Linked DNA regions of Cricetulus griseus: all the other regions are linked to region 2. A link is a contact called in public Hi-C data. All regions are on one chromosome and are shown on one strand. Each heading gives the region's core, a stretch centred on a gene start, on an enhancer-like site or on the middle of the called end of the contact. The rest is flanking DNA. Distances are from core to core; before and after follow the strand shown. Region 1 overlaps Ext1 (exostosin glycosyltransferase 1). Region 2 holds the start of Ext1 (exostosin glycosyltransferase 1). Region 3 overlaps Ext1 (exostosin glycosyltransferase 1).

Region 1 (3,875 bases), core at 709-3,208, 220 kb before region 2:
TAAATGTCAGGCTCTGGGTAAAATGATCCCAATGGCTCCAGCAGCTGCTTAGAACAATATTTATACCCCCCTTGACTATGGGGACCTGTGAAAACTAGCTTCTCCCTGCAGCTTCAATATCCCCCTTTCCTGCTTACCATCTACAGTCACAGTTCTTAGTTTCTCAGCACAGCATACTTTCTTTCTTTCTTATACTTGCTGTGCCCTTAGACTGAACCATTCTTCCAGATACCTGCCAAGATGCCCATCAGGGTGCCTACTCCTCAGAGAGAGGCTCCTAGGCTGACCTGTGTGCAGGCTTTCCCACTGCTTGGTTTGACTCTGTCCTGACATTGGAGGCTGCTTGAATTGAAGCACATATTCTTTCCGGCCCAAACATAACATATACTGTATAACAGCTAGAACACACCTTTTCTTGTTCACTACTAGTACCCCAGCCCTGAGTATATGTCTGGCCTAGAATAATCTTTTATGATGTCTTACATTGAACAAATGTCAGAGCATTCTACCCTCATCTCATTCTTCAGGGTCTGTAATGCTTACGAGGCTGTAAAGCGTCCAACTGCTGTTGGTGTTCACAAGAAAAAAGTCACATGTGTTTCCAAAGAGATCTTGAAAGTCCCATTTCACCACTGTGCTATGAAATGCTAGCCTTATTTCTCTAGTTAATGTTAAGATTTGTCAACTTCTCTGAATGCCATCTGATTTAAAAGGAGGAGCCATTAAAAATGTCTTCAGGAACCACTTATCAATATTTTAGGAGCATCCTTTAACATGTTTATGTAGAGTGATGCTATAAAGCCTGCAGGAACTAATATTCACAACAAAGTTCTGGCTCTGGACCTGGTCCCTGACTCATCATAAGTAAGCCATACTGACTCGAGTCTATTCTTGTTTATAAAACTGAGAGTCATTCTGATCTTGCCTACCTAACAAGGTGTCCTGAGGAACTAGCAGGACAGAATCAGAAAACACTGAACAAATTGAAGTACCTGTGGGTACCAGAAAGGATAAGGCCAAACTTCTTGGAGCAGCTTTTGCTCTGAGTCACAAGCAGAAAGCTTAGGAAGGATCGATCATTTCCCAAAAGCCTCTGGAAAAGTGAGTTTCTTCCAAGCCCAATGGTGATGAAGCACAGGCTACTGTAAAGCTAAATGGCTGGCTTCCATCCCTGGTTTCCACTGTATTAAATGTCAGCTATTAGCCAATTGGTCTGTGAATCTGAATTGAAGATGGTTTAGAACACTTAGCTATGGGACCCTTCAAGACCTAGCACTTCTGTAATGTAGAACAGTTTCCATTGAGGCATCTTGGTTTTTAAATAAATCGACACATAAAACTTGGCATCAAAATACAAAGTGAGTAACTTCCGTGGTAGAGAAGGTGAGGCTGTGTGCCACACACACAACTATGGAGAGTTGACTACAAAAGTGATTTTGTCTTCTTCCTATGTATGCCTCTACCACAAATTGTCACAGGATTAATTCTAAGGAAAATTTTGGGATGATCTTTATGGAAAGCTAGCCCAGCAGCCGCCAATCAACCATACCCCTCTCCACAAGTGTTGGGTTTGGAATTATAAAAGTTTTGGAGGTGTGAAAACATAATTGGAAAACTTTTTTTCCCCCTGCTTAAAGGGCTAATTGATTTCACAGGTGTTTAATTATCATTTGCCGTGAGATAATACCTTGTAGTGCCATAAAAAATGGATTTAATTTTCGAGTGCTTGCAAAACCATTGCCAAAGCCAAGTTAGAGCTGAAGCTAGATAATTATTCTATAAATCAAACACACTGCCTCCTTTCTTTTGAAAATTTTAATACTTGGGGATAATGATATCTGACAACCTTGAAACTAACATGAAAAAGATTTGCCTGCCAAGTGCCAAAAGGCAACCACTGGAGCATTTCAGGCAGTCTGGTTCATTAACAGTGACTCAGATGGCCTTAGGACCCTGGCTGCAGGCTTCCAAAACCTGCCAACAGCAAGAATGTTGGTGTATGTCCAGGCATGGGTAGTTTCCACTGAGATCAAATAGCCACACATCCAGCAAGGCCTATAGAAATGTAGAAATAAAACCTAAACTGCCCTTACCCTACAGAAAAAAAAAGGGGGGAGGGAGGAAAAGGAAAAAAGAAAGAAAGGAGGTTAACACGGAGAGTGGAAAGGACAGATGAAAAGCAAGAGAGGAAGGCGGGAGATAAGAAAAAGGAGAAAGAAAATGTACATGAATGAAACAGCTGAGCTCACACTAAGAAAGCCAGACACGGAAGCTGTAAATTTTCAACGTGATCAATTAAGAGTTTCCTATTGAGGCATGGCATTTGTACTTCCTGTAACAACCAAGAAGGGGAATCATGAAATCAAAAAGTTTAACCAGCTGGAAGGCACCGCCAAAGTTATTTAGTCTAAACATCTTAGATAAAAATCAGAGATGTCAGAAGAGGTTGAACCACCTGCCCAAGGTACCACGGGGAGACCAGAACGGAGATGAAAAGACGAGCTCCAAGTGAGCAGAGAAAGGAAGACAGCTCAACAATAAATCCAGACTCACGTTTTCATCTCAAATCTAAAAATAAAAGGGGGATAGCTCCCCTCCCCAGGGGGAGGGGCTGGCATTCTAAAAGAACAGTGGCTGTTCTTTGACCAAGCCCAATTTCCACACAAGTGCCCGGGCTGCCTTAAATAACTCCCTGGGGGAGCCTGGCTGGTGCCATGTTTCAGATTGTTTTTTTTTTTTTTTCCCTCCTCCAACTTTTATTCAGAAGCTGCTGAAGTCATAACGCATTCCATTACACGAAATGTGCTTAAATGATCTAAGAAATCTGGGCGGCAGGCTGGGCACACTCTCTCACACACACTGTCAGCACTATTTAATTTATCTCCTGCCTGTGTACACAGCATGCCCACGCCCCAGCTACTACACAATATGGATTATCGGACAGTTAAAGGTTGTCTCGGTACCCCTTGTGAAGATATTGAAAGGTGAAATGCAGGATGATGAGTGCCATTCTTTGCACACTGTGTTTGGGTCCTTGTAGGAAACAGTTGGGGCCAAAGGCACGTAGGCAGACAGGATAGATGGAAAATGTGGTTTCTGCCATAGCCTGAAGGGGAAGCAACCATAAAGGCTGGCATGGAATTCCCATCGAAGCTGCTGCAAATAGTCAAAAGGATGCTACTAATGACAGCGAGCATCTCTTGACCATCTATGACACACCCTGTCCTCTGTAAGCACTTTATGTCCACTTGGCCCTATCAAACCACTACCAGGTGGGCCGTGGTCCATACCCACACCATCTTCCCTTGACGCAAGAACATAACCATGTGTCGTGTTATATATCCCAGCCTGAATTTGAACTCATCCTTCTGCTTCCGTCTCTAGTGGTGGGACTGGAGGCTTTACAAAGCCCAACCTTTCCCCCAACTTATGGAAGAAGAAATGGATAAATACAACTAATTTGTCTAAATTCACCTTAAAAGCAGACAGGAGATTCCAACTGAGACAGTTCAATCTTGGGGTGCAAGGAGCAAACGCCAATGCCCATTGCTTCCCTGCCCTGTTGCATCTAGAGGGTGCCTTGGGCCAGTCAAGTGAGCTGTAGCTTGAAGGATCCCACAAGGACTACAATGGAATCTACTGGACTCGGCTATGTTTTTCCAACCAGAGATATGCCTGGAATTGATCAGAGCTTTTATGTGGTGCTGAATCAGACAGGAGCCCTACCTGAGGCCAACCTCTGCCTGGGGTATTCTTCCCAGGTCCTGAGAACACAGAGCAGCAGCAATCCCAAAGCATGCTCAGCTCCCCCCTCTGAAAGACAGAAACTTTAACAACTTTTCCTAGGACTTTGTGTGACTTTTACTTTCCCAACT
Region 2 (3,901 bases), core at 1,259-3,758:
GCTCTCCACAGAGGCTAAGGAGGCATCTCAGGCCCATTCAAAGAGTAACAGTCTACATTTATATGCAAATAGATAAAGACAAAGAAGAAAGGGAAATCTAAATTAGCAAGGGTAGTTTACCACAGTGGGCCTGAGGCCCAGATTTTAAAGTTTCTCCAAAGAAGACAGGGCTTATACATACAAATGAATGAATGAATGAATGAATGAATGAATGATGAATACATTCAAAGCCATAGGCCTTAGCCAACTTACACTCTACCTTTATAAATACCAATGCTATGGAGGAAGTAAGAAGCAGTCACAAGTTGGGTAGCTAAAATTTAACTATTGCTCCAGCTAGCAAGAACCTACAGCTTAGGGAAAAAGATGAAAATTTATGCCTGGCAAAGTCCACGAAGAACAGGAACCCATGTTCATGAAGAAAACAAACAGCACAGTAGGGAGTGTCTGTGGACCTGGATAGACTCAGTGTCTCTCCAGACACCCCCACAAACCTTCTCCAGTAACCCCCCCCCCACCCCCCAAGGAAGCGCAGTTTCCAAACTTGGATCAGAACCCCACAATGCACGGAAGACACACTGGTCCTGAATGGTTTTCAAAGTATCACCTACTGGACTGGAGAGAGTACTGGAGAGAGTTTGCCTGAGGAGCTCAGACTCGCTCTCTAAGCCTGAAACCTGGCTGCTTGGTCCCAGGCAAGCAGGAAGCCACAGCTCTGAGGGCTCCTCCTCCTCCTCCTCCTCCTTCTCCTCCACCCCGGCATCCCCCACCCTGGACTCAGGCATCCAGGGCCCAGGGCTGAGCCACCAAGGGCGGCAGCCCCCACTTACTTCTCATACTCCGTGTTGTCTCTGTCACAGCGAGAGTCCTTGTGCTTTTGCCAGTCTTTGCCGTGTTTGCAGGTGGTGAGGAGAAGGACGTCCTCCCCGTTATGGACATGATATAAGGCATTCCTGGTGTCTGACCCTATCCCTGTCAGGTACCTCTTCCCCTTGAATACCAGCATGTACTTCCTGAGAGGAGGGATGGTGTTAAATTTCAAAAAGCCCCTCTCCCCTCCTGTCCTGGGATGATCCTTAGAAAAGAGGGGAATAGAAACATCAAAGTTGGGTCGGAAGTTTTCAGTACTGATGCTGGCTTTGGCCAGCATCGCCTGGCCGATGTCAAACCCCACGTCCTCGGTGTAGTCAGGCCAAGTGCCGGAATATAAATTAAAAATTAAATGATTCCTACCATTGTTCCATAAGTGGAGACTCTGCACTTTGGATCTCAAATTGTGCACATACTGAGGTGATAACTGGTCTCTGTCTAAAGTATCCAGACTCAGGACAAAGAGGCACGCCTGGCTGGGGTCCGAGGTGTAGAACCTGGAGCCCTCGATGGCCGCTAGAATGTTTTGGTAACTTTCGGCGATTTTCTCCCCTTTCTGCTGCGGGTACACGTAGACTTTGAAGCCGTTTTTCTTGCAAAGGGCGAAGTCGAAGCAAGACTCCATGCGGCACTTCTTGCCTTTGTAGACGCTGGAGTTGGCGTCTCGCTTCTGCCGGGGGGAAACGTGCACGCCGGAATCCTCGTTTTCCAACTGATCCCAAGGAAAGAAGGGGTGCAGAGCGTCCGCGAAGCGGGGCCAGAAATGATCCGGACTGGGCTGGTGCAAGCCATTCCGACCACTGTGCTCCTCTCTCCGGCTGTGGCTCCTCGATGCCCTAAACTGCACGCCTCCGAAATAAAACAAAAGGGCGAGACAAGAGCCAGCAGAGAGCAGGATGAAATAGCGTTTTTTGGCCTGCATGTGTCCTGCCTGGGTCAAGAGGATTGGAAATAAACACAAGAATCACCCAAGTTTCCCAATCAACACTTTGAGCTCCAGTCCGCCATCTTCCCGCCTGTAAAGACTCCAAACTCTCCGCTCCCACCTTCTCTGGATGCCTTTCCCCAAGCCGTGGACTGATCCAGCGCATGTGGGCGATTTCTTTAACTTTCTCCCCTCCGGTCTTTCATCTTCGGGCTGCACAATGCACGGGAGGGAGCCGGGCGGGAGGTCTCGCAGCCAGGGCGGGCGGGCGAGCGAGCAGCGGCCGGCGATTTGCTTGCTTGCTTGCTTGCTTGCTTGCATGCAACAAGACGGAGGGAAAGAAAGCGAGCGGCGAAGGAGAGAAGAAGAAGAAAGAAAGAAAGAAAGAAAAAAAAAAAACCAGCCAAAAGCTCCCGATACCCAATCAATGGCAATGACCGAGTGCCTGGCTTGCCTCGCCGCTCCGATTCCTCTCTCGGCGGCGTCAGGAGAACGAGCCCGGGGGGGAGAGAGCAACTCTTCAACTCCTCCTGCACACGCTCCGGTGGCCGAGCACCGCGGTTCCAACAAGTCAGCCCGCCCCGGCTTCAGCCGGCTAGTGCATCTTGCAGCTGGGGCGCCGTAACCTCACGAATCCCTGCATGGCTCTTTCTTTTTTCCCTTCTGCAGCGGCTCGCACACTCACTCCGCCGCTGTTTACTCCTGCGCTCGCCGGCTCGCCCGCCCCCCGCTCGCTCGCTCGCCCGCCGCGGGGCCGGCTCCCCGGGCGCGCGGCGGCCCGGCCGGCTGCACTGCACGAGGCTGCGCCGATCGGCGGAGGAGGCGGCGGCGGCGGTGGTGGCGGCAGCGGCAGCGGCGGCAGCGGTGCGTCCTCCCCGCGGGCAGTGCCGGCCCGGAGCGTGGCTTCGCAGGGCCCCCGCGCTAGCGCTGCCGACCGCCGCGTTCGGTCGCCGAATGTTACCCGGTTCTGAATGTTACACTTACACATTCCATTCCCGACACGACAGCGCTGACCTCATCCATCCACGCAGCCCGCGCTGCCATTGGCCGGGCGTCACGTCCGGGTGGGGCGGGGCTTCCGCTGCGCCCATTCATAACCCCCCGGCGGCGGCGAGCCGGCAGAGGCGCCGGCGCGCGGCCGCGGGACCCCCTGGAGCCTCCGGGCGAGCGGGCGGGCGGGCGCCGGGGCGAGCCGATCTCCCGGGCGTCGCCCATCGCCGGCTGCCATCTGGACCAGGCTGGTCCACACCATCCACCCCCATCCCACCCCCCAAGGCGAGGGCGCAGGGATGGGGACACGCCCGGGCAGCCTGCGGCTCGGGATGCCCGGGGTCCCCACGAGCCGGGGACGCCTCCCCCGCCCGGAGGCTGAGAGGACCTGGTGGAGGATGCCTGAAAATGGAGAAGCCAGGAGGAAGGGGGTGGGGACTTGGTGGAAAGCGAGCGCCGGGCCGGGAGGTTTCTCTCCCGCGTTGACACCCGCTGAGGCCCAGTGTTGGTTTGTTTTGGTTTGTATTTTGTACATTGACACGATCTTCCTGATTCCCCTGTGTCTAACCCACCCGTTCTTGGGTCTTCCCGGCGGAGACACCCATCCTCGACCAGAAAGAGGAATTGTCACAGTCCGGTGGAATCGTTGCACTTCTCCACCCGTGCTTGGGAGCTTGAGAAGACACCTCCTGAGCCTTTCTTTCTGCTCTGTCCCCACTTCGGTCCTGAGTCCCTCCCTTCCACCTGTTCTCTTCACTGGCCCGGAGGGACCTAATGGCTGAAGAGAGACCATTTCACTTTGCCCCCATTTGGGCTGTTATTCTTGGGGTGGTGTTTTTAAGATGTCACCTGCCCTAGCTATAGAAGGGGACCTTTGAAGCAAAAAAAATAATAATTATTATTATTTACAATAAATGTGCCATGATTGTCCCTGGCTTCGGTTGACCTTGCTTCCATTGACGACCCTTCCCCAAGCCTGTCATCCGGGGTGAACTTATTTGGATGATTCTGATAAACCGGTCTTCTAAAGGAAGCGCCAGTGCCCCCAAAGGTGTGCTAAACTCCTGAGCATCACTTGGCCTCAGAGCCTGAGCACCCTTCCCACCCTAGCCTGGG
Region 3 (3,955 bases), core at 544-3,043, 200 kb before region 2:
TCTGGTTTGGGTTCTAGTCAGCCCTACAGAGATGAGAATTGATATTCCCTTACCTCTACAAAAGCAGCCTCCTGCCTGCTTAGGACTCAAAATCCATAAACCCTGTACATGTCCATCAGACAATAGCTGGGCATTGGTGGCACATGCCTTTAATCCCAGCACAGGTGGATCTCTGTGAGTTCAAGAGCAGCCTGGTCTACAAGAGCCAGGACAGCCTCCAAAGCCACAGAGAAACCCTGTCTCCAAACCCCGCCCCCCCAAAAAAGTTTTTTTTGGAAACTCACATATAATCAGGAATTTCTAAAAACCATGGTAAGCCACAATCGGTACCAATGTACTAGCAAGTGTGACTGCATGGAGGCATTGGGCCATTCATCTGAAGAGCCTTTGAAGTCACAACCTGTACCTAGAGCCGTGCCGACCACATCAGGCTCACCTGCCCCAAATCAACATGCCAGGCCATCAGAGCAATGAATGGCCACTTTGCTCGCCAAAGGCAGAGAGCCATGACTAATAAGCTGAAGTGACAGAATTCATGAATAAGTTGTTCCTTTAAATTATTGATGGAGCTTGTAGGTGAAGGGACAGAGTGTTCTACTTAGTGACAGGTTTTCATATGGCCTTCATGGCTTTAAAGGAATGGTCAGTTCATCAGGGGCTAAAGCTACACGAGTTTTCTTGTGAATGGTGGAAATCTGGAAAATGCAACCCACAATTAGTAAGCAATGAATCAGTTGCAAGTTTTAAATATAACAGAATATGCATGCTTTTGACACAACTGACTTTCTGTTGATTTTGCTAACATCTTAACCATTTTAGGATTCCACATGGTGCAGGATAGTTTGTGTATAGATGGGGAGGAATGTCTGTGTTTGTGTGTGTACATGCATGTGGAGTTTGTGTACAGATGGGGAGGAATGCCTGTGTTTGTGTGTGTACATGCATGTGGGGTTTGTGCACAGATGAGGAGGAATGCCTGTGTTTGTGTGTGTACATGCATGTGGGGTTTATGTACAGATGGGGAGGAATGCCTGTGTTTGTGTGTGTACAAGCATGTGGAGGGCAGAAGTCAACTTTGGGTGTCATTCCTCAGGAGCCCATCTACCTTGTTTTTGAGATAAGGTCTCTCATGCGACTGGAACTTACCAAGTGGGCCAGGCTTGCTAGCCAGCCAGTCCCAGAGATCTGTCTGTCTTTACTTTAACTCTGGTATTGTAGGAATACACATCATAGTCAGTTTTGTTCTATGTGGGTTCTGGAGATCAGGCCTTCATGCTTGCAAGGCAAGCACTGCACCTAGCCAGCTGTCTTCCCGGTGTCCTTTGCGGATTCTTTTATTCCAGGCAGCTACACTTTCAACAGCACTGAATGATTCTTGCTTGCAACGAGGTGGCATGTTTAGGAGCACACATTCTCATAATAAACATAACTACCTGCTGAGAATTCGGTGCAGATGATGAGGACCTACACTCAGCCCGAGCAGGCAGTGATCTGATGCAGGGGTGGTAACCCATGCTCCATGTGTTACCTGCTTTTCTAAAACGGCTTTCATTGGAATTCAGCAACCTTCGCTTTATTGCTGTTCTATGTGCTTTTGTGCAAACCCCAGCTGAGTGCCATAGCTACATTAGGTACAGTAAAACCTACAGGGTGTAAAACGTTATCTGGCACTCCAGAGAAGAAGCCTGTGACTCAGGATCCAGTTCATTGCTCTGTCTGCCACTCTGGAGCACTGCCTGCTTCCTACTGAGGCTCCCTATAAAGTGGGCGAATGAATGAACTCATGAATGACTCTCGGTTTTGAAAGCAGAGCCAGGCGGTATTTACCACTCATTTCAAAGCTATTGCCTCACAGCCTCGCAGAAATGATCATGGGTGTTGATTTTGTCATAGCGACACAGAAGTTAGGCAACTGGAGTCTCAGGGTTCAAAATACCCCTGTGGTTTCAGAACTGCAGCCCGTTGCAAAGCAATGATTGGTAGCAATGGCTAACCAACCCACACTGTTACAAAGACACTACTGAGGAACTCCAAACACACCTAAACCAGGCAGTCTCTAAAACCCAGGTCATTGTTTATCTTGAAACAGAAAAAGAAAATGTCAGTTGGCCAATGTGTCTTCCGGCCTCTGAAGGCTGGCAGTGACTTCGTGGTTGGAGATACTCTGAAAAGCCAAACGGAAACACCAAAACCCACACCCACGGCTCTTCCCAAGCTGCACACAGCAAAACATGCACGCTCTCCTCCCAGAGATGTCAGGACAATGGAAGTAAGTGTTCACAAACCTTATTCCGATGAGAAATACTACTAAAAAGCCAAGTGAAAATTTTCTACCATGCAACAGTATGGTGTTAGGCTCAAAGTGGTAATGAGAGAACTCAAGGTGAGGTAAGTTTGCTGTTGTGTAGTTTAGTTTAAAAGTCAAGTAGGTAGGTAGGTTGACTGGGTCCCAGGGAAGAATAGGAACCAATCCTGGCACTGAACCTGAGATGTGTCTCAAGAAGTCAATTAATTTTTTTCCAGGCAGGCCACTCAATCAGCCCCTTAGTGCCAATCATGGCTTTAGGTTCTCTATGTCTAACGCAACTGATACCTTACATTTGGGGCAGACAGTTTGTTGTCTAAGAGTCCAGGCCCATAGGATGCCAAGGATGAAGAAAAGCACAAAAGAGCAGAATTAAGACAGAGTACTGCAGATCTTGGCATCCGCTAGTTTTATGTCAACGTGCCACAGACTGGAATCATCTGGAGCACGGAAATCTGAGAGTTGAGGGTGTGGCTCTGGCAGACTTGCTTCTGGGCAAGGCTGCAGTACGTCTCTTGACTGACATGAGGAAAGGTCTACCTCACTGTGCATGGTGCATTCCTGAGCCCCGTATGTGGTCCCGGAGGGTAAAAGAAAGCCGGGGGAGAAGAAATAAGGGGGCCGTGAGGCCAGGCAGCACTCCTCCATGGCCTCTGCATCAGCTCCTACTGCTAGGTTCCCACCCCAACTGAGTTTTTGCCTTGATTTCCCTCAGCAATGGGCCATGTGCTGAGCCTTGCAAGCTGAAATAAACCCTTTCTTCCCCAAGTTGCTTGTGGTCATGGTGTTGAATTATGGCAACAGAAACACTAAGACAATAGTCACTGGACATAGAAGTAACCTAATCTGGTTAACCCCGCCCTCGGGGTAGTATTCTCCTCTGTCACCAATAAGCAAAGGTCAAGAAGGGGTGACATGAAGTTTTCTAAGTACTGGAACCTTTTCAAGGAGTCCTTGATATGTAGCATTTAAGGGGGAGTGGGGGCGGGCGGGGGGGGGGGAATCTACATCTAAGGATCCCTGTGTTCAGCACTGTCTCCAGGCCAATTTCTGCAGCCTCTGTGAACCTTCCTTTGACCTCCGTGCCGCCACTCCTAAGATTACAACCATTTCCAAGTGATTTCAGAAATCACTCTTCAGCAGAGAGTACTCAGCCTTCTTCTGCTAAAGGCACAGCCAGCAAAAACAGCAATAAAAGCCCATCAGATGACCACAGTTACAGAACATTCATTCATCCGCCATGCACACTAGCAACGATTAATCCCCGGGCCCACTCGGCCTCTGCTCTAAGAATATCGTCTACTGGTACTCGTTTCTTGCCTTTGGAGACCCTTCACTATTATCACAGCCAGCAAATGGTAATCAGAGCGGTCCTTTGCCATGTCGACCTGCTAGCACTGGCCATCTGGAAAGGGTTTATGAAGACAGGGAGCCAGGCAGGTGGCTGGAGTGGGAAGAGTCTGTGTAGGGGACCTCAGACCAGCTGTAGTGCAGGCTACACTAATAGCATCAGCAGGTGAACTGTAGACTTGCATGTACATGGAAAAATCTGACTTGTATGACGCCGGCAGCTCACTTTAAAATGTAAAGTTCAAGTTCTTAAAGGCTATTATTACAAATGGTTTAGAATAGAAATGTAGGTTACTAGTT

Evidence for each region. A called contact is a pair of places that touch in the nucleus more often than the background predicts.
Region 1: a contact with region 2 is called in a Hi-C map of the CHK-Q cell line, with 4 times the contacts expected there. The contact joins the enhancer-like site here to the promoter of Ext1 in region 2. A contact is called at or near these places in 3 of 8 Hi-C or Micro-C datasets (the CHK-Q cell line, the CHO-K1 cell line and fibroblasts).
Region 3: a Hi-C map of liver shows a contact between it and region 2, with 3 times the contacts expected there. The contact joins the enhancer-like site here to the promoter of Ext1 in region 2. A contact is called at or near these places in 3 of 8 Hi-C or Micro-C datasets (the CHO-K1 cell line, fibroblasts and liver).

The regions. Positions count from the first base shown.
Region 1 is chr10:2,131,739-2,135,613 of CriGri-PICRH-1.0, reverse strand. All of the region lies in intron 1 of Ext1 (exostosin glycosyltransferase 1), which reads right to left. Among named protein-coding and RNA genes, the nearest start is that of Trnae-cuc, 210 kb to the left of the region's middle. Within about 2 kb of position 1,958, at least 1 of the 6 cell types and tissues checked has open chromatin away from gene starts, as enhancers often do.
Region 2 is chr10:1,907,490-1,911,390 of CriGri-PICRH-1.0, reverse strand. Ext1 (exostosin glycosyltransferase 1) reads right to left here and starts at 2,508. Exons shown (of 11, transcript NM_001246767.1): 1 at 831-2,508. The coding sequence starts at 1,792.
Region 3 is chr10:2,110,604-2,114,558 of CriGri-PICRH-1.0, reverse strand. All of the region lies in intron 1 of Ext1 (exostosin glycosyltransferase 1), which reads right to left. Among named protein-coding and RNA genes, the nearest start is that of Ext1, 200 kb to the right of the region's middle. Within about 2 kb of position 1,793, at least 2 of the 6 cell types and tissues checked have open chromatin away from gene starts, as enhancers often do. A contact at or near this core is called in fibroblasts, where this site is marked.